Linked DNA regions of Mus musculus: all the other regions are linked to region 2. The links are chromatin contacts, called in public promoter capture Hi-C maps. All regions are on one chromosome and are shown on one strand. Each heading gives the region's core, a stretch centred on a gene start, on an enhancer-like site or on the middle of the called end of the contact. The rest is flanking DNA. Distances are from core to core; before and after follow the strand shown.

The links. Promoter capture Hi-C pulls out the DNA fragments that hold promoters and counts their contacts.
Region 1: a contact with region 2 is called in a promoter capture Hi-C map of liver, with 2.3 times the contacts expected there. The contact joins the promoter of Pmf1 here to the promoter of Pmvk in region 2. A contact is called at or near these places in 2 of 39 promoter capture datasets (liver and pre-B cells).
Region 3: a contact with region 2 is called in a promoter capture Hi-C map of pre-B cells, with 2.3 times the contacts expected there. The contact joins the promoter of Tmem79 here to the promoter of Pmvk in region 2. A contact is called at or near these places in 3 of 39 promoter capture datasets (liver and pre-B cells) and 1 of 9 other capture datasets (liver).
Region 4: a contact with region 2 is called in a promoter capture Hi-C map of pre-B cells, with 4 times the contacts expected there. The contact joins the promoter of Prcc here to the promoter of Pmvk in region 2. A contact is called at or near these places in 1 of 39 promoter capture datasets (pre-B cells) and 1 of 9 other capture datasets (adipose tissue).
Region 5: a contact with region 2 is called in a promoter capture Hi-C map of erythroid cells, with 4 times the contacts expected there. The contact joins the promoter of Gpatch4 here to the promoter of Pmvk in region 2. A contact is called at or near these places in 3 of 39 promoter capture datasets (erythroid cells and liver).
Region 6: a contact with region 2 is called in a promoter capture Hi-C map of erythroid cells, with 4 times the contacts expected there. The contact joins the promoter of Iqgap3 here to the promoter of Pmvk in region 2. A contact is called at or near these places in 3 of 39 promoter capture datasets (erythroid cells and liver).

Annotation. Positions count from the first base shown.
Region 1 is chr3:88,409,062-88,411,761 of GRCm38.p6, reverse strand. Pmf1 (polyamine-modulated factor 1) reads left to right here and starts at 1,365. Exons shown (of 5, transcript NM_025928.4): 1 at 1,365-1,606. The coding sequence starts at 1,455. It overlaps Slc25a44 (solute carrier family 25, member 44), which reads left to right. Exons shown (of 4, transcript NM_178696.5): 4 at 1-1,268.
Region 2 is chr3:89,457,687-89,460,386 of GRCm38.p6, reverse strand. Pmvk (phosphomevalonate kinase) reads right to left here and starts at 1,269. Exons shown (of 5, transcript NM_026784.3): 1 at 923-1,269. The coding sequence starts at 1,017.
Region 3 is chr3:88,332,679-88,335,686 of GRCm38.p6, reverse strand. Tmem79 (transmembrane protein 79) reads left to right here and starts at 1,254. Exons shown (of 4, transcript NM_024246.5): 1 at 1,254-1,305; 2 at 2,005-2,795. The coding sequence starts at 2,048.
Region 4 is chr3:87,883,832-87,886,835 of GRCm38.p6, reverse strand. Prcc (papillary renal cell carcinoma (translocation-associated)) reads left to right here and starts at 1,274. Exons shown (of 7, transcript NM_033573.2): 1 at 1,274-1,961. The coding sequence starts at 1,494.
Region 5 is chr3:88,041,774-88,044,473 of GRCm38.p6, reverse strand. Gpatch4 (G patch domain containing 4) reads right to left here and starts at 1,368. Exons shown (of 8, transcript NM_001110809.2): 1 at 1,295-1,368.
Region 6 is chr3:88,080,718-88,083,439 of GRCm38.p6, reverse strand. It overlaps Iqgap3 (IQ motif containing GTPase activating protein 3), which reads right to left and starts at 1,389. Exons shown (of 38, transcript NM_001033484.1): 1 at 1,348-1,389. The coding sequence starts at 1,384.

The DNA of each region.
Region 1 (2,700 bases), core at 116-2,615, 1.0 Mb after region 2:
CACAGTGGGACTCTGGAATATGAACTATCCTTTTTTTTCTTGTCCTTGGTTGTGAAGTATCATCCCAGTCATGGTACCCTGTGCTGGCAACAGAAAAAAAAAAAAAATACAGTCAGGAAGGCACCCAAGGCCAGGTCCACCTGGTTACCAGCCTCTTACTGCCAAAACCATTGATGCTTTCCTCAGGAGCGTCCCTCTTCCCTGCCTCTACTGAGCCTGTGTTGGTGGCAGAGAGGCACATCCAGGAATGGGAGGGAAGAAAGCAGGCAGATCTTGCTCTTCAGCCTGGGAGATGCTTGGGAAATGCCATGGTGCCAAATTGGAAGGTGCTAACTGAAGCCTTCATGTTTCTCACGGCTGCTCCACATTCTTCCATCCTGACTTGACCCAGTCTCCACACACACACCTCCTACTACTCGCTGTAGTCTGTATTTGTTTCCTTCTGAGCCCTCTACTAATGTCTCAGCATTTTGGTTTGTTTTTTGAGACAGGGTCTCATATATCCCAGGCTGGGTTTGAATTCATTATGTAGCAGAGGGTAGCCTAGAACTCTTCATCTTCCTCCACCTCCTAAGTTCCAGGTTTACAGGACGCCGCCAGGCCCCACTTCCTGCACTTTATTGAGAGAGCCCTTCAATCTTGCCCATAGTCATCTGAAGGGTGAAGCCCACAGATCATTTTAAATCCTTTCGCTCCTCACCTCTACCTTAAGACCTATCAATACAGTGGAGCAAGGGCCCCTCTCAGGCTTTCACTATCAAGACCTTTGTGATTGGACAGCTCTGCTCTTTGGTCTTTCCTAACGGGGCAGAGTGTGGACATAGGTTCCTCCCACCTTTCATACCTTAGGTTACTCCTTCCCGACTTTTCTTGTCCGGTGTTTAAGCCTCTCCCTTTCTTGTCCTATCTCCCTTTCCTTCTTTCCCCTTGTGTTTGAAAGGACCTTGGATATAAAGGTAAAAGGCACCCCCGTGTCGGAACTCCTACTCTCCCAAGGTCAGGGTCTGGGATTGGCCTTGGTGAAGATGAGCCAGTGGGCGGCCATTTTTCCAAAACTGGAGACCAAAACAGCTAGAAATGTTGACCCATTGGTCAACACACAAATTAGAAACTCGGCAAGACAGGAGGGCTGGATAGAGGCACATGGGAAAGAATGCACATTCAGCATTAGCTAGAAATGGACTCGAGGAGATTAGCTGCGAATATTCACTGTTGCACTGTATGAGATCTTTGAAATGTAATTAAAAGTTTTTATTGAGCCCCTAAACTCTGGCTTTTGGGTTTTGTTTTCTGCCCTTCCCCCCCTCCCTCCCCCCGGAGCTGAGAACTAATTCCTCGTCCTCGGCCACTGCCCCGCCCCATCCGGCTCCGTGACGGGCATTCCGCGGCCTCCAATCGGAGGTCCTGTTGGGAGGAGCTGCAGGGCCAGTTTATTTTGGCGGTTCAATTTCAACATGGCTGAGGTGAGCCGAGATAGCGAGGCTGCGGAAAGGGGGCCTGAGGGCTCCTCTCCGGAAGCTGTGCCAGGGGACGCGACCATCCCCAGGGTGAAACTCCTGGACGCCATAGTAGACACTTTCCTCCAGAAGCTAGTCGCCGACAGGAGGTAGGTGGCGACCAATGGGGAGAGGTGGCGGGAGGTCTGTCGCAGGATCGTAAGTCCCGCGAGATACGCTTGGCGCAGTCACGTGGGCGACCCGCCGCGGTGGAGCAGGGCTGCTCCCCTGAAACCTCTCGCCGCGGTTTGCGGAGGAGTAGAGGGAAGGTCGGATTGCAGTTGCTGTCTTCTCCACCGTCCCGCAAGGCAGCAGCCTGGGGCCCGCGGCAGCCTTAGGGCAGCCGACGTCCTTCCCCAGAGGTCATCTGCTTACGTAGACCTAACGCGCCAGGGCGCCAGATGAGCGCAGAGCTCTGCTGGCTGGAGCGCGCGGGAGGTGGCAAGCACTGAGCTTGCAGTCTTTTTTTTTTTTTTTTTTTGAGAAAGGATTTCTCTGTAGCCCTGGCTGTCCTGGAACTCACTCTGTAGACCAAGCTGGTCTCGAACTCAGAAATGAGTGGCTGTCCTTACAGGCTGGTGTGCCAGGCCTCATAACCAGGAATGTCCTGGGCTCAGTGGTAAGAGCACTCGTTGATCTTGCAGATCTTGCAGCGCACCTACATGGTGGTTCACACCCACTTGTAACTCCACTTCCAGGGGATCTGACACTATTCTGGTGGGCATTAAGCATGTACATGGTGCAAATACATACGTGCAGGCAAAATACCTAGACATAAACATGACCGAATCAAATTAACATTTTAAAAAAAGGAATGTTAGCCGGGCAGTGGTGGCGCAAGCCTTTAACCCCAGCACTTGGGAGGGAGAGGCAGGCGGATTTCTGAATTTGAGGCCAGCCTGGTCTACAGAGTGAGTTCCAGGACAGCCAGGGCTACAGAGAAACCTTGTCTCAAAAAAAAAAGACTATAGGCTCAGTGCTCGCCACCTCCCATGCCTTCCCGCTCCAGCCAGCAGAGCTCTAGTGACTTCCACAGTGACTAGAGGAAGACTGGACATGCTGGCTTCAGGTGGACCTCAAATTCTTGCCCTGCTGTCCTTTTCGTTGGCCTGGCTAAGGCCCAACTGCCAGAAGTGCCAATCTTAGGTTTCACAATATAAAGATGCAGTCGCACATGGCCCTGCTATCTGCACTCCCCTGCCTT
Region 2 (2,700 bases), core at 20-2,519:
TCCAAGAACACTCGCACACACCAAGGCACAAACCCACACCCATCACATAAACACATCTTTGAAAATAAATATCTAGAAAGGAAGGACAGAATGAGTGAATGGTGTTTCCAGGCAGGGCAGAGTGAGTGAACGGTGTCTCCAGGCAGGCCAAGCTGAATTTAAATCCTGAGTTTGCTACTTTATAACCCTAGCAAATTTAAAAATTTTAATACTAAAAATTCACCATGTTGTCCACTCTGGCCTTGAACTCCTACATGTATGAGCTCTCCCTGCTGCTGGACCACACACACACACACACACACACACAGAGACACACACACACAGAGACACACACACAGACACACACACACACAGACACACACACACAGAGACACACACACACACACCAGGTTTTAGCTCCTAAGGGCCCCTGCTTCTGCATCTGTGACATGGGATTGCTAATACCACTATTTGGTAAAGAAGCTAAATAGGTTAAATGAGATGATATAGACGCACAACACCTGGCATAGAATATTCCATAAATTCCTGCCATTGCAGGGTGTTCTGGGCAGATTCTCTTTGCAGCAGACACACTCAGGACGTGGTCTTGAAAAAAAACCTTTACAGTCTTGTTAGTCTCCTTATCTAGGCCAGTTACCTCAGACCACAATCATCAAACAGGAATGGCACGTTGAAGGTGCCAGCATAGTAATAGTAGTAATTCATGTTTCTTGAAGGCAGAGCTACATCTTCATAGATCTGCAGTGGCAGTCCCCTAGTTCTTTGAGGGAGATTTGTGCAGGCTGCTGTTTTACTGACCGTGAGGGTCTGCCTTCCCCTGCCCTGTCATCCTGTCCCTCCTTGCCCTCCACGAGCTCCCTCCATAAAGCCCTCCATCACTTGCGGTAGCGCCCTTCCTCGGTTTCCCTGCACCCGCGGACACCTGCTCTTCAGCCTCTCGGTCACGAAGTCCTTCCCGGATTTTCTCTTCCCGCTAAACAGCAGCACCAGACGCGGGGAGGCTCCGAGCGGGGCCATGGTGCCACCAAGCTTCACCAGGCCTAAAGCTGACACTTCGGACCCCTGAAATGCAGCCAAGCACGAAGTGGACCCGCTCAGTAGAAGCAAAAAGGAGGAGGGATCCCACTCCTTCTCCACACTACACAGCCCACATCGAAACCAGCGCGCAGAGAATGGGCGTAGAAACTGGAAGGGAAAGAGCCTTGCAGCCTAGTATCTAAGTACCTTTCCCGCCCCCCCCCGCCCTCCCCCCCCTGCGCAGCACGCACTTAGAACAGTCCACGCCCGCCCAGATGTGACGTCATGGCCCCGCCTTCTCGGCTGACAAGGTGAGCCGAGAGTGACGCTGGAAAGACTAGCCTCAAGTTCCCTTCTACACAACCGGCCAAACATAAAGATAAAGAAAAATAGTAATGTTGAAGGCATTTTCAAATCTGCCTTTTAATTTGTACGTTATAACTCATGCTCTAAAGCAAATATGTGTTTGCCCCGCACTAAAAATAGCTCTTTCCAAAGAAGTAACCAGACAATGACATGATAGGGTGTGTTTCTTGACGTCATAGCGAGGGAGGGGTTTAATGAACAGTATGCTATTTCACTGTTGAAAAGGTTTTGTAACTGCTGAAGCCTCCAGCTGGAACTAAGTGATCTTTTCTTTAGCCGCATACTCCTCTCCAAAGCTTTTCAGAATCTCGAAAAAGAACATTGGTGACATTAGTAACTTAGGTTAAGGAGTTTTGACGCCACTCTGAACAAGATTACCCAATTTCCTCCGGAGACCAACATCCAGCCAGAAGTTGAGAGGCAAAACTAAGAGTGTTCTGACACCTACTTACTGTTATCTGTAGATATAAATTGCTGTCCTACATTTTTCTAAGCTTATCAAAATAAAGCCTGCAGCCTATGACTGCCTCCAGTGTATAAGACTGCAAAGTCTTGTGAAAACCAAAGTGAAACGTAAAGAAACTCTTAGGAAAATCATTTCTTTGCGTATTCGAAAGAGGCTTCGGCGAAGAGATGACTCCGCAGCTAAGAGCACTGGCTGCCCTTGCTGAACACCCACCTAGCCGCTCATAACCAGCTGGAACTGCAGTTCCAGAGGACCTAAAGCCCTCCCTTAGCCTCTGTGGGAACTGCATGCACGAGGTACACAGACATACGGGCAAAACACATAAATCATTTTAAAATAAAGAACAGGAGTGGTCAGGTACAGAAAGAGTGGACCGGGGAGGATCGCCAGAACTGAGGATGTCTGTCTGTTGATAGAGCCTCTGCCTAAGCCTAGGTTTGAGGGCCAGCACTGAATAAACTAGGTTTAGTGGCAAGTGCCAGCCAGCACTGGAAATGGAAGCAGACAAATTCCAGGCCAGCCTGGGCCATAAAATAAAATAAAATAAAATAAAATAAAATAAAGAGAAGGAAGTGAGAGGCTTGGTAAACAGAGGAAAGCAGAACTGTACAACAAAATACTTTGTAAACTTTAAAGTATCCACTCACAGCAGACTGTTTGTTTTAAGCACTGTGATTTCACAGTTTGTAAGTCAGCACATTGTCCCACCTCTGTGCAATAAATATTTCTCTGGGTCCCACCGAAAGCTGGCTCTCACCAGGCCAACGAAGCCTATATAGGGTGAAGTCACTTGTGGCCTCCTGCTCACTAAGCCCTCACTCAAAAGAAATCAGAACTTCCACCCAGAATTC
Region 3 (3,008 bases), core at 5-2,504, 1.1 Mb after region 2:
CCGAAACCCTCATACAGACATGTTTAGAGGCAAAACGCCAAAGTGCATAAAATAATAAAACGAATGGGCCAGCTATCATTGAATCAGACATCGTTGCAGAAGAGGGGCAGCGAAAAGATTTTAAGATCCGGAGGTTGTGGAGATCGGCATGCACAAGGTCAAGTCAGCTGCCAAAATCCCAGCGCGCCTGAGGGGTGGCTCCTGAAGTTGCTTGTTTTTTAAAGGAATTCTTCCCGAGAGAGTTATTTATTTATATTTTGTGGGTGCATGCATACAACATACACGTGGCCAGAGAACTTGGGAGAGTCAGTTTTCTTTTAAAAGTGTGGTTCTCTGGGGAATCAGACTCAGGTAGTCAGGCTTGGTGAGCCATCTTGTCAGCCCTATTGTTTTCCTAACTATAAGGCGGATCTTTGGGGTTCTCTCTCTCTCTCTCTCTCCACATTATAATGGCAATGTATATACCACTATGCTCCTGGCTCCAGCCACCAAGTCTCCTTTCTATTCCTCAAACTGCCTCAAGTCTTTTTCCATCTGTTGGCTGCGCTGTTCCTCTACAGGGAACTTCCACTGGGTTTCAGCTTCAGTCACCCTAAAGAGGCTCTCACTACTGAAATTCTACTACTGATTTGGTGTGAACTTTAATGTTGGTTACCTGAACAGCTAGAAACCTTGTCACTTTGTTCTTTTCTGTACATGTGCCTAGACTAGCACTTTTTTTGTTTGTTGGAGTGTGTGTGTGTGTGTGTGTGTGTGTGTGTGTGTGAGAGAGAGAGAGAGAGAGAGAGAGAGAGTCTCTACATAACTCTGGCTGCTGGACCAGCCTGGCTTCAGACTCAGAAATCTGCCTGCCTCTGCCTCATGTGCTGGGATTAAAGGCTTGTACCACCACAGAAATAGCGCCTCATTAATAATAGATACCCAATAAACATTTACTGGATGAACAAACTTGCAGTGTCATCTTTTAGCCAATTTACTCTGAGCACCCTTTGATACACAAACCCACTTTTATACCCTGATGCTTCCCTGAGCTGGAAGCTCTTACAGATCCCAGAATACATTAAGTCCACACCTCTGTGCCCAGCTGCACCCTTACTTTCAAAAAGGATGACGTCCTCCTGTAGAGTCCTTCCAGTAGGCAGATTCTGTAGGGCAGGGCCTGCGCCTTTAATCTGGGCCCCACCCGCTCTGGTCAGACAGGTTTGGAGACACAGGCAAGGGAGGGAAACTGGGAAATACTTGCAGAGCCAGCCAGGAGCTAGGCAGCTCCTTTCCGGAGATCCTCCGCCTCTTTGCAGATGGAAAGTAAGAGGGTATCATGGATCCAAAGGGCAGGGGTAGGAGGGGCCCAAGAGGTGAACGAAGGGAGCCCAATCCAGAAGCTGTGAGCTGGAGGGTGGCAGGGGAGGAAACAAGAGGAAGGCTTGGGAACGGCCACACTAGAGCTGGGAGTCTGAGTGGAGCCCAGCCCAGCTGAATCGGGTGAGACTGGCAATGGGAGAGTTCAGAAAATGACCGACTCCTGGAATGGAGACTGAGGAACCGAGATCTGGTGTCGAGTTCCTGGAGGGACCTGCAGGTCAAAGGGCAGGTGGAAGGAAGGGGGAAGGGCCAATTTCTCTATCTATAGGGTGACCCTTGGCTGTAGAGAAACTCCGCCTAGTCCTAGACACCTCAGCCTCCCATTCCAAAGCCAGGGTGGCCAAAAATCCGGGAGTTTTAGTGGAGAGAGTAGAAGGCAGGTGTGGGTATAGACAGGCCACACCTGCCTCTGCTTGTGCCCCCTGACTCACCCTTGTCCTGCTGGATGACATTTATTTTGAAAGGGATCCTCCATTTCGCTCCTCTGCTGCCCGCCCGCCTCTCTGTTTCAACACCTTCCTCCCCACAGTGTTCTCCCTAGAGTCCCATGAGGCCAGCTTCTCTGGGGAGTTCTAGGTCTGAGAAACTGTCCTGGGGCCAGAAGACTAGGTATTCTCACAGAACTTCTCCCACTGCCTATAGGATGACATCGTTCTGTGGTAGCCCTCGGAACTGAAGCCTCACAATGACAGAACCGGAGACACTGGCCCTGCTGGACATGAAGGAACCCGAGACTCCAGAGAAGAGCCCACCGCAGGCTTTAGTCCTGCAGTCAGAGGAAGAAGGTGGGACTGAGTCCCCTGGAACTGAGTCGCTCAGAGTGGGGTCTTCAGTAGGGTCTCCTATAGTCAGAGAGGGGCCTGAGGATGGTCCAGACAGCACAATAAGTGAGGCTGCCACTTTACCCTGGGGAACTGACCCCCATCCTAGCGCCCCACTTCCGGATCCCCCGGGCTGGCGAGATATTGAACCAGAGCCCCTAGAGTCAGAGGCACCTACTAAGTCGGAGGAGCCATTCAAAGAGGATGCCAACCTGCTCCCCGAGAAGACAGTTAGGGCCTTCGTGCCCATTGATCTACAGTGCATCGAGCGGAAGCCACAGGAGGAGCGCATCCTGCATCGCGACGCTGGACCAGGCGAGCTCAGGAATTTCCTGCCAGCTCGACTCAGCCACCCTGAGCCCCCAGAGCGCAAGTGGGCTGAGGCCGTGGTGAGACCCCCTGGCCGGTCCTGCGGGGGCTGTGGAAGCTGTGGAGGTCGTGAGGCACTGAGAGCTGTCGCCTCGGTGGTGGCGGCCCTCATCTTCTTCCCCTGTCTGCTGTACGGAGCATACGCCTTCCTGCCTTTCGATGCCCCGAGGCTGCCCACCATGAGCTCCCGCTTGGTTTACACCCTTCGCTGTGGGGTCTTTGCCACCTTTCCCATCGTACTCGGTGAGTCTGGCCCCGTGGAGAAGGGCTACCTGGGAAGTGGATTACAGAGCTTTCGACTGGGTGGTTTCTCTTCATTCTGCTGGAACCACTCAGGGTATCCTGAACCTGCCACTCTCTGTCCTCTCCTCCAGGGAGCTCTTGTGTCCACTCTGTAGCCCCGACCCAAAGAGCTATCTTCTGGGAAACCCATCCCAACCTTCCTGCCTTTTCTGA
Region 4 (3,004 bases), core at 25-2,524, 1.6 Mb after region 2:
TTTCTGCTCTTAGGAGCAGGGAGGTACCCACAGAGAGATGGGTTCATGTATAAAGGACATGGCAAGTAGAGGGCCCTCAGTTAGAGGGTGACAGAAGTGATCCAGAATCACAGGGAGCCAGGGAAGAGCAGTTGCACAGCACGTCATCATAGACGGGCAGTATGTGAAAAAGCCTGCAGTAAAAGTGGGTGGATATGAGGGCCATACGCAAAGGCCGAGAAGACAGCACATCCAGCCAAGAAATGAATGCCAAAGACACATGCACTGTAGGGTGGGCACAGGTGATCAACCCCTAAGAACTTGGAAGTGTACCGGGCCATAGTCTGTCCTTTTACTGAGGTAAAGTGATTAATCTCCAATTCTCCAATACCTTGCCCTAGTTTCCCGTGCTTCTCACTAGTTGCTGAGGAAGGAGCCCAAGTCCCCACACTCATGGGGATAGCGTTCATGGGAGGTGTGTACTGTTACTAGATGTATACTGGTGTATTCATTGGTTAAGAGCACTGACTCTTTTTTTTTTTTTTTTTTTTTTTTTTTTTTTTTTTTTTCTGTGAGACAGAGACAGGATTTTCTGTGTCACCTTGGCTGTCCTGGACCTCACTTCATAGTCTAGGCTGGCCTCGAACTCACAGATCTCCGCCCGCGTCTGACTTCCTAGTGCTGGGATTCAAGGTGCATGACACCACCCTTGCCATGCTCTCAGATGCCTGCGGCCTCGTTTTCTTTCTGGCTTCGCAATCTTAATTTTATAACGTACCCTAGAGCTTTGTCTTTTCTTGGGGTGCTTTGTTCTAACACCCAGGTCGACTCGGAAGCATCACTGTTTTATTTACAGGTAACTTTCCCTTTAAGCTATTTACTTTCCCAGACTTCATCACTTTCCCGACAACACTTGCAGTTTCTAAGGGTACCACAGCTCCCATAATCCTTAGCTGCTCTGAGGAACTTCAAGTACCGAAATGCTCTAAATGCTTACGTGCTACCGCGCTGATCCATGGGGCTTGTAGTAACATAGGACTTGAAAGGACACACAACAACAAACAAACAAACAAACTACGAATCCCAGGAATCACTGCATCAGAGGAAGCTTTCGCTCAGTCTTTCTGCGCACCCTTTACGCCACCTTTAGACTGCAATTCCCGCCATGCTTTGCACTGAGTTCCCGGAGGTAGAGAATGGGGTTGTTGCTAAAGTCTTCTCTGGGAATTGTAGTTCTTAAGTCTGTGAGGTGAGTAGTAGGCGGAGTGACTCGGCGGCCATTAGGTGTGTGTAGTTGCTTGGTGCTAGGAGCTTAAGTGTAGCGGGAATTCTTACTCGGTGGAAATCAACCCTAGCCATGGGTTCCTGCCGGGGATAGTTCTAGAGCACGGAGCAGGAGGCGCTTTTCGGTTCCCCGCCTTGCCCGCTGGTAGGGCCTACTAGGCCGCCGGGACATCCCGGGTCTCAAGTAGGCCTAGTCTGCCAGCAAGGGCGTCCCAAAGGCGGGAGGCGCCATGTCTCTGGTTGCTTATGCCAGCAGCGACGATAGTGAGCCGGATGAGCCGGAGCCGGAGCCGGAGCCGGAGGAAGAGGATGTGGCGGCTCCTATGCCAGGGCCCACTTTAGGAGGCCTGTTCGCTTCTCTTCCTGCACCCAAAGGCCCGGCCTTGCTGCCCCCGCCCCCCCAGATGCTGGCCCCAGCCTTCCCCCCGCCGCTCCTGCTGCCCCCGCCCACCGGAGACCCCAGACTGCAGCCGCCTCCGCCGCTGCCCTTTGGCCTGGGCGGCTTCCCGCCACCTGCAGGAGTGAGCCCTGCTGAAGCTGCGGGAGTTGGAGAGGGGCTGGGGCTGCCATCGCCTCAAGGCCCTGGGCTCAGTCTGCCCCCAGCTGTGGGCGGTGTCGGACCCCCCTTGGGCCTTCCCAAGCCAAAGAAGAGAACCGAACCGGTTAGGATAGCGGCGCCGGAGCTGCAGAAGGGCGATGTGAGTATGGAGGGGGGGGGCACCTCAAGTCCCATTGGGCTGGAGTTTAGGGGTAGGAGGGACTTGTAACCATAATGGAGCTCGACAAACGCATCCGTTGACTCCGAGCCGCTGGAATCCTCTTAGAAGGCGGTTAAATTCACCTGAACTTGCCTGCTTTGGGGAGTTAGGGTATTGGCCATGAGGCATTCTGGAACCTGGGACTTCCTTGCAGAAAGGGATGCGTGGTATCCTTGGTACTGACAGGCTTAAGGCGCATGCATGGAGACAATTCTTTCCCTTTCAGCATCTTTATCTCAGTTGGCTTCTCTTCCCATATTGAGGGCAGGTTAAAAGTGGCGCCTGAAGTGACAGCTGGTGGGACTAAAGTGCTCCTGTTGAACATCCAGGACCAGCCTTATCCTTTGCCCCATCTCTAAAATAAGAAGGCTGGAAGGAGGTAAAGGACATGAGTGGAGTTAGAGAAGAGATGGAATGTTTACTTATTTTGACATGGTTCTAGTATTGTAACCCAGGCTTTTCTTGAATCACTGTGTAGCTCAGCTTGGGCTTCAACTTGTGATCCTCTTGTCTCAGAGTCCAAGTGCTGGATTAAAAAGTGTATTACACTATCCCTGGTATAAGAAATTGAGTATTGCCTCTCCCTCACCCCCACACACAATGGGAGTTGGACTTGTAGCCTCCCTCACACATAGTAGGTAAATGCTCTTCCACTGAGCTACAAAACCCAGCCCTGTTTCCATTGTTTATTTTGAGGAATGGTTTTTCTAGATTGTCTAGACTGACTTGAATTTTAGATTGTTCTGCTTCAGTCTCCCCTGTAGCTGGGATTACAACCTATAGAAGCAGGATTTGGTAGTCCAGGCTGGCTTCAACTTTAGTAGCTAAGATTGTCCTTAAACTCCAGATTCTCCTCCATCTCCTTCCTGAGTGCTGGGATTACAGCTGAACACCACCATGCCTGCTTTATGCAGCTTACATTCATGTCTAGGGCTTTGTGCATGCTAGGCAAGCATCCTTATCAACTGGGCCATATCCTCAGC
Region 5 (2,700 bases), core at 119-2,618, 1.4 Mb after region 2:
TAGCAAAATTTTGCTGAAAGGACCCAGATATAGCTCTCTCTTGTGAGACTATGCCGGGGCCTAGCAAACACAGAAGTGGATGCTCACAGTCAGCTATTGGATGGATCACACGGCCCCCAATGCAGGAGCTAGAGATATTACCCAAGGAGCTAAAGGGATCTGCAACCCTATAGGTGGAACAACAATATGAACTAAGCAGTACTCCGGAGCTCTTGTCTCTAGCTGCATATGCATCAAAAGATGGCCTAGTCGGCCATCACTGGAAAGAGAGGCCCATTGGACTTGCCAACTTTAGATGTCCCAGTACAGGGGAACGCCAGGGCCAAAAAGGGGGAGTGGGTGGGTAGGGAATTGGGGGGGGTGGATATGGGGGACCTTTGGGATAGCATTGAAAATGTAAACGAGGAAAATACCTAATTAAAAAAAAATTAAAAAAAAAAAAGAAGTGGTCTTCTTGGATTTTTTTTGTTTTTGAGGGCTTACTAATTAGCCTGGCTAGCCTGGGTTACACTGGCCTGCCTCTCTCCCAGGTGCTACCTTGCTTCTTGAAATGGAAACAGAAGTAAAATTTAGATGCTGAGGTCACCATGCAAATACCACTTATTATAAATACCAAATTATTTCTGACTATTTTAACAGTAAGAATAATCATACCCCACACTTGTAGTGCATTGACTCACCACGAACCTGCTATTAACTGCTTCACATGGATTGTCTCATTGATGCCTGCCAACATCTTATAAGAAGGTATTACTTAGCCTTAATTTACAAAGAAGAAATCGAACACTGCTAATTCGAACACCAAACAACTGGCAAGTAGTGGATCCAGGATTGGTAGTGAAGCATTTCATGAGCAACTCACTGCTTTGTACCTTTACAGCTTCTTTCTTCTGCTGTAAGCCTTCCCCACATTCTATTTCTCATCACAGTAATTCAAAACCACACTTCCCGGAAGGCGGAGGCAAGCTTTATTTCCCAGCCCTTGAGAATCGTTCAGCGTTTCTGGACTGAAATGAGTGACACAGTAGGAATCGTTTTTTAACGCACTTGCAATGGGCCGGCGTGGGCAGACGCAGCCTGATCTGCGAAGGCTGCAAGTACACTGAGACGCGGTCTCCTTTCCAGCCAGTTTCCAGGGATGTCCAGAGCCACCCGTTTGCAGCAGCCTAGAGGACCAGCCGCCGCCTTTTCCTCCGGTTATAAATCCAAGCCCCGCAGCCACAGAGTCAGCAGGGTGGAACTACTCTCCGATCTTCGCCCTTGCTCCCGCCCCTGGGGAAAGCAAGCTCCTTACCGTCAGTGTACAGTCCTCTCCGTGGAAGCACGTGTGACACCCGACTTGGGTGCAGCCATCTTCCCGGAAGTGAACTTTGGCCCTTCTAGGATGCAGAAACCATAGAGACGTCCTGACAGTAGCCACTCCCCTGGATGTTTGCCACGGAAACTGAGTTCCAGGCTGGGTGCTAGTTTCCTTCCTGCAGTTGTTGGAAGCCAATGCGCCGCCCTAACCTCTGTTTCGGGTCCCCCACCCCCACCCCCACCCCCGACCCTATCCTGAGCTTTCCGGAGTTAGTGCCTCCCTTGAGGCAAGGACACTCAGGCTCTGCGTAGCGGGATCAGCACTGGTTGCACACTACCTTGTCCCTTTCGTACTGGGAACACAAGAACACTTAAGACTCGACCCTTAACTTGGAGGAGCATGTAGACTTGCTCCAAGAAGAGGAGACGAAAAGGGGTCCAGGGCACCGGAGCTGCAAGTACACCATTCCCACCAGCAGTTGTAGGCTTCTGCGGCCGGCCGGCCGCCCAAAAACAAGGGAAAAGAGCGTTTCATATTGCCTCCCCATATGGGAATAGCCATTTGCTTGTTATCTAGAACGCAATTACGGCAAAGGATATAATAAAGAAAATACACTGAGGGCAGAAGAGATAGCTAACCCATTAAGAGTGTTTCAGATTGAGTTCCCAGCACCCATATGGATTCCAGAGGATCCAACACCTTCTAACTTCTGAACTGCAGATGCATACATGCAGGCAACGCACACACACATATAAAATTACATCCTTAACAATTAATTAAAAAGAAAAGAAATTACAGTGGGGGATCTTCAAGAGCATCCAAGTCTAGTTACCAGTATCCATGTTGGGTGGTGACACATGCCTTTAATCCCAGCACTCGGGAGGCAGAGGCAGACGGATTTCTGAGTTCGAGGCCAGCCTGGTCTACAAAGTGAGTTCCAGGACAGCCACGGCTATACAGAGAAACCCTGTCTCGAAAAACAAAACAAAACAAAAACAACAACAAAAAAAGATGCACAGTATCCATGTTGGGTATTCACAGGTACCTGTAAACTCCAACTCCTGGGGACCCATGGCCTCTGCTGGTATCTATAAACATATACACAGGCCCACTCACAGAAACACATAATTAAAAATGAATCTTTAAAAAAGCAAAACAGAACAAAACAAAACAAAACCCATGATAGCAGAAACAGAGATGCAATGGGTGAATTCTGAAAATCATCCTACTACCCTGACCATGTCAAGAGAACGGGAGTCTTTTGTAACAAAAGAGTTATCTGGTCACATCTGTGTATCATTTGTGTGAGGCCCATATTAGGATAGTGTCTTAATTGTTGTGAAGGAACAACATGACCAAGGCAACTCTTCTAAGGAAAAAAAATTTAATTGGGGCTGGAT
Region 6 (2,722 bases), core at 140-2,639, 1.4 Mb after region 2:
TCAGCAGTCCCCTCAGAGCACAGAAACCCTCTCCGTGCCCCAGTTCTTCCCAGTGTACCCATTATCAGGGAGCATCCTGCAGCCTTCTGTACCAGAGACATTTCCTTGTCTCCTATGCAGCCAGTCATCTTCCCATCTTTCTCATGAACCCCCTTCACTGTCATCCTTGGGAGCATGGCTGACATCATCAACCATTAGCGCAGTCATTCATTCATGCCAGACCTTTCTGGGCTACGGAGTACTCCTATTTTGCCTTAGCCACAGTCTTACTACCTCTCTATGTTTTTCATGGGGAACACACTATAAACATAAACACGGGACAGCTGCGCACAGGAGCAACGAACAACCGAGCTCAGAGAATACGCAAGAGACAGCATGGTCTCTCTGTCTTTGACTGGGCACTCCAGTCATTTTTATTCCTTATCCCATTTCCTCATCTTGGATATCCTGCAGTATGACTTCAGGAAGGGCTGGGCTTATTTGAATTGGCAGTTCAACAGACACACGCTTCCAAATACAGATTTGAAAGTGCTGGCCAACAGCAGAAAAATCCCCTGATTGCTCTGAGGGAGTTTACAAAGGAACAAGAGTTGGTTGTTGAAGCATGGAAAATAAACCAGTAAGTGAGTGACATCACCTCAGAGTTATGAATTGGGAACTCAGCGAGGTGGAATGGGAGGGGCCTTGAGCAAGGGAGGCGCTAGCCTCCTGCCTGCACACACGCCCACATACCAGAGTGTCTCAAAAACAAACAAACAAACAAACAAACAGGTTTCCTGGAGCTTCCGTTCCTTCATGAGGTGGATGGACATTGTTTTTCATTCAGATGGTCAGGTGGAATCCTTTCCACCCTCCCCACCAACCCGAGTTTTTCTCAGCCCGAGTTACCATGTTTCAGGTAGCCCAGGCTGTCCTCTCTATACTATGTAGCTAACAATGACCATGAACTTTTGACCTTCGGCCTCCACTTTGCAACTGTTGGAATTACTGGAGTGCGCTGCCAAACCGGCCCTCCGGGTTCTGCATTTTAAAAAAGCGTCCAGGTGATCAGGCGTCAAGTCATTTGGGAGGCAGCGTCTCAATGCGGAATCCCGTCCCGTGGCACTTTTTGGCAAATACAGTAACTGCTGAGTTTTAAGGGGCCATTTAGATCATCTAGACTCCTCCACCCTGGAGCCCCAGAAACTGGGAAAAAGGGAGTGCGCCCTTTGAAGGGTTTGCAGCTCAGTTACCTGGAGCACACTTCGGCGAATTCCCGGGGGAGCAGTGCTCCGGGCAGCCAATCCCGCGAAAACCAAGCCCCGCCAGCAGCACCCCGCTCCACCCTCAGATCCTTCCCGCACTCACAGGCTGTCCGAGCTCGGCCTGCCGCGCACGGCTCCATGTTCCTTCTCCTGCCAGTTTTGAATCTCCCGCCGCTGGGACACCACCCCTCACTGCGGTCACGCCGGGATGGGACGCTTCCCGTTCGTGCCGCAGGGAACCCTGGGTTTTGTAGTTCCTCTTAGAGATCGTGAGCTAGCTTAGGTCAGTTTCTTGATTTGCTTTCTCTAAGGCCCCGCTGCTCATCTGGCTTTTTAACAAATAGTCCTTGCAGCTGCCCTTCCTTTCACTAACCTGTCCTACTTCCTATAGAATTCCTGGGCCTCCCTGTGTGCTATTTGGTGTTTTACTCTGAACTAGATGACAAATGCAGGGATATACATGTTCTAGACTAGTGCTGTTACAGCAACAACAGATAGCACAGTCAAAAGCTTGGAGGTCTATGCCGCACAGAGGGAAAGATCCACTGCAGTGGAGGCAGAGACCTTCCTAGTGAAGGCTTCAGCTGATCTTGAGCAGGACAGAAAAACAGATTAATTAAAAGGGTGTGGGAAGGGAAAGGAGGTCCCGCCACCATGGAGTCTGGTTGAAATCGCCAGCTAAGGGTTGGGGCTGGAGAGATGGATCAGCGGTTAAGACCACGGGCTGCTTTTCCAGAGAATTCGGGTTCAATTCCCCGCATCCATATAATAGCTTACAACTGTCCCAACTACAGCCTCAGGGGGTCCGACATCCTCACACAAACATACATGCAGGCAAAACACCAATGCACATAAAATAAAAGTAACTAAATAAGTCATTTTAAAAAAAAAGAGAGATGGCTCAGCAGTTAAGAGCACTGACTGCTCTTCTGAGCCACCAACCACATGGTGGCTCACAACCATCCATAATGAGATCTGATGCCCTCTTCTGGTGTGTCTGAAGGCAGCTACAATGTACTTACATATAATAAATAAATAAATAAATAAATAAATCTTTAAAAGAAAAAAAAAAAAAACTTCTCCTGGAGTGGCACATTCTTTTAATACTAGGGGAGGCAGAGGCAGGAAGATCTCTGTGAGTTTGAGGCCAACTCTGGTCCACAGAGCAAGTTTCAGGACAGTCAGGGCTACACAGAGAAACAGGGTCTTGAAAAACAAACAACAAACAAAAGACTTCCTACACAACTAACAAAGTCAATGTGAAGATTATTTATAGAGATAATATTCCTTCTATACAGAAATATTTCAAATGACACAATATGAGGAATAAATATGACAACACTTTATACACATATATGAAATTGCTCCTTTTCTCCATTTTGTATACTCCAGGGTCCCCTGTCCAGGGAATGGCCCCACCCACAATTAAAAAGGGTCTACCTAATCAATTAACATGGCCAAGATAATCTCTCACAGGC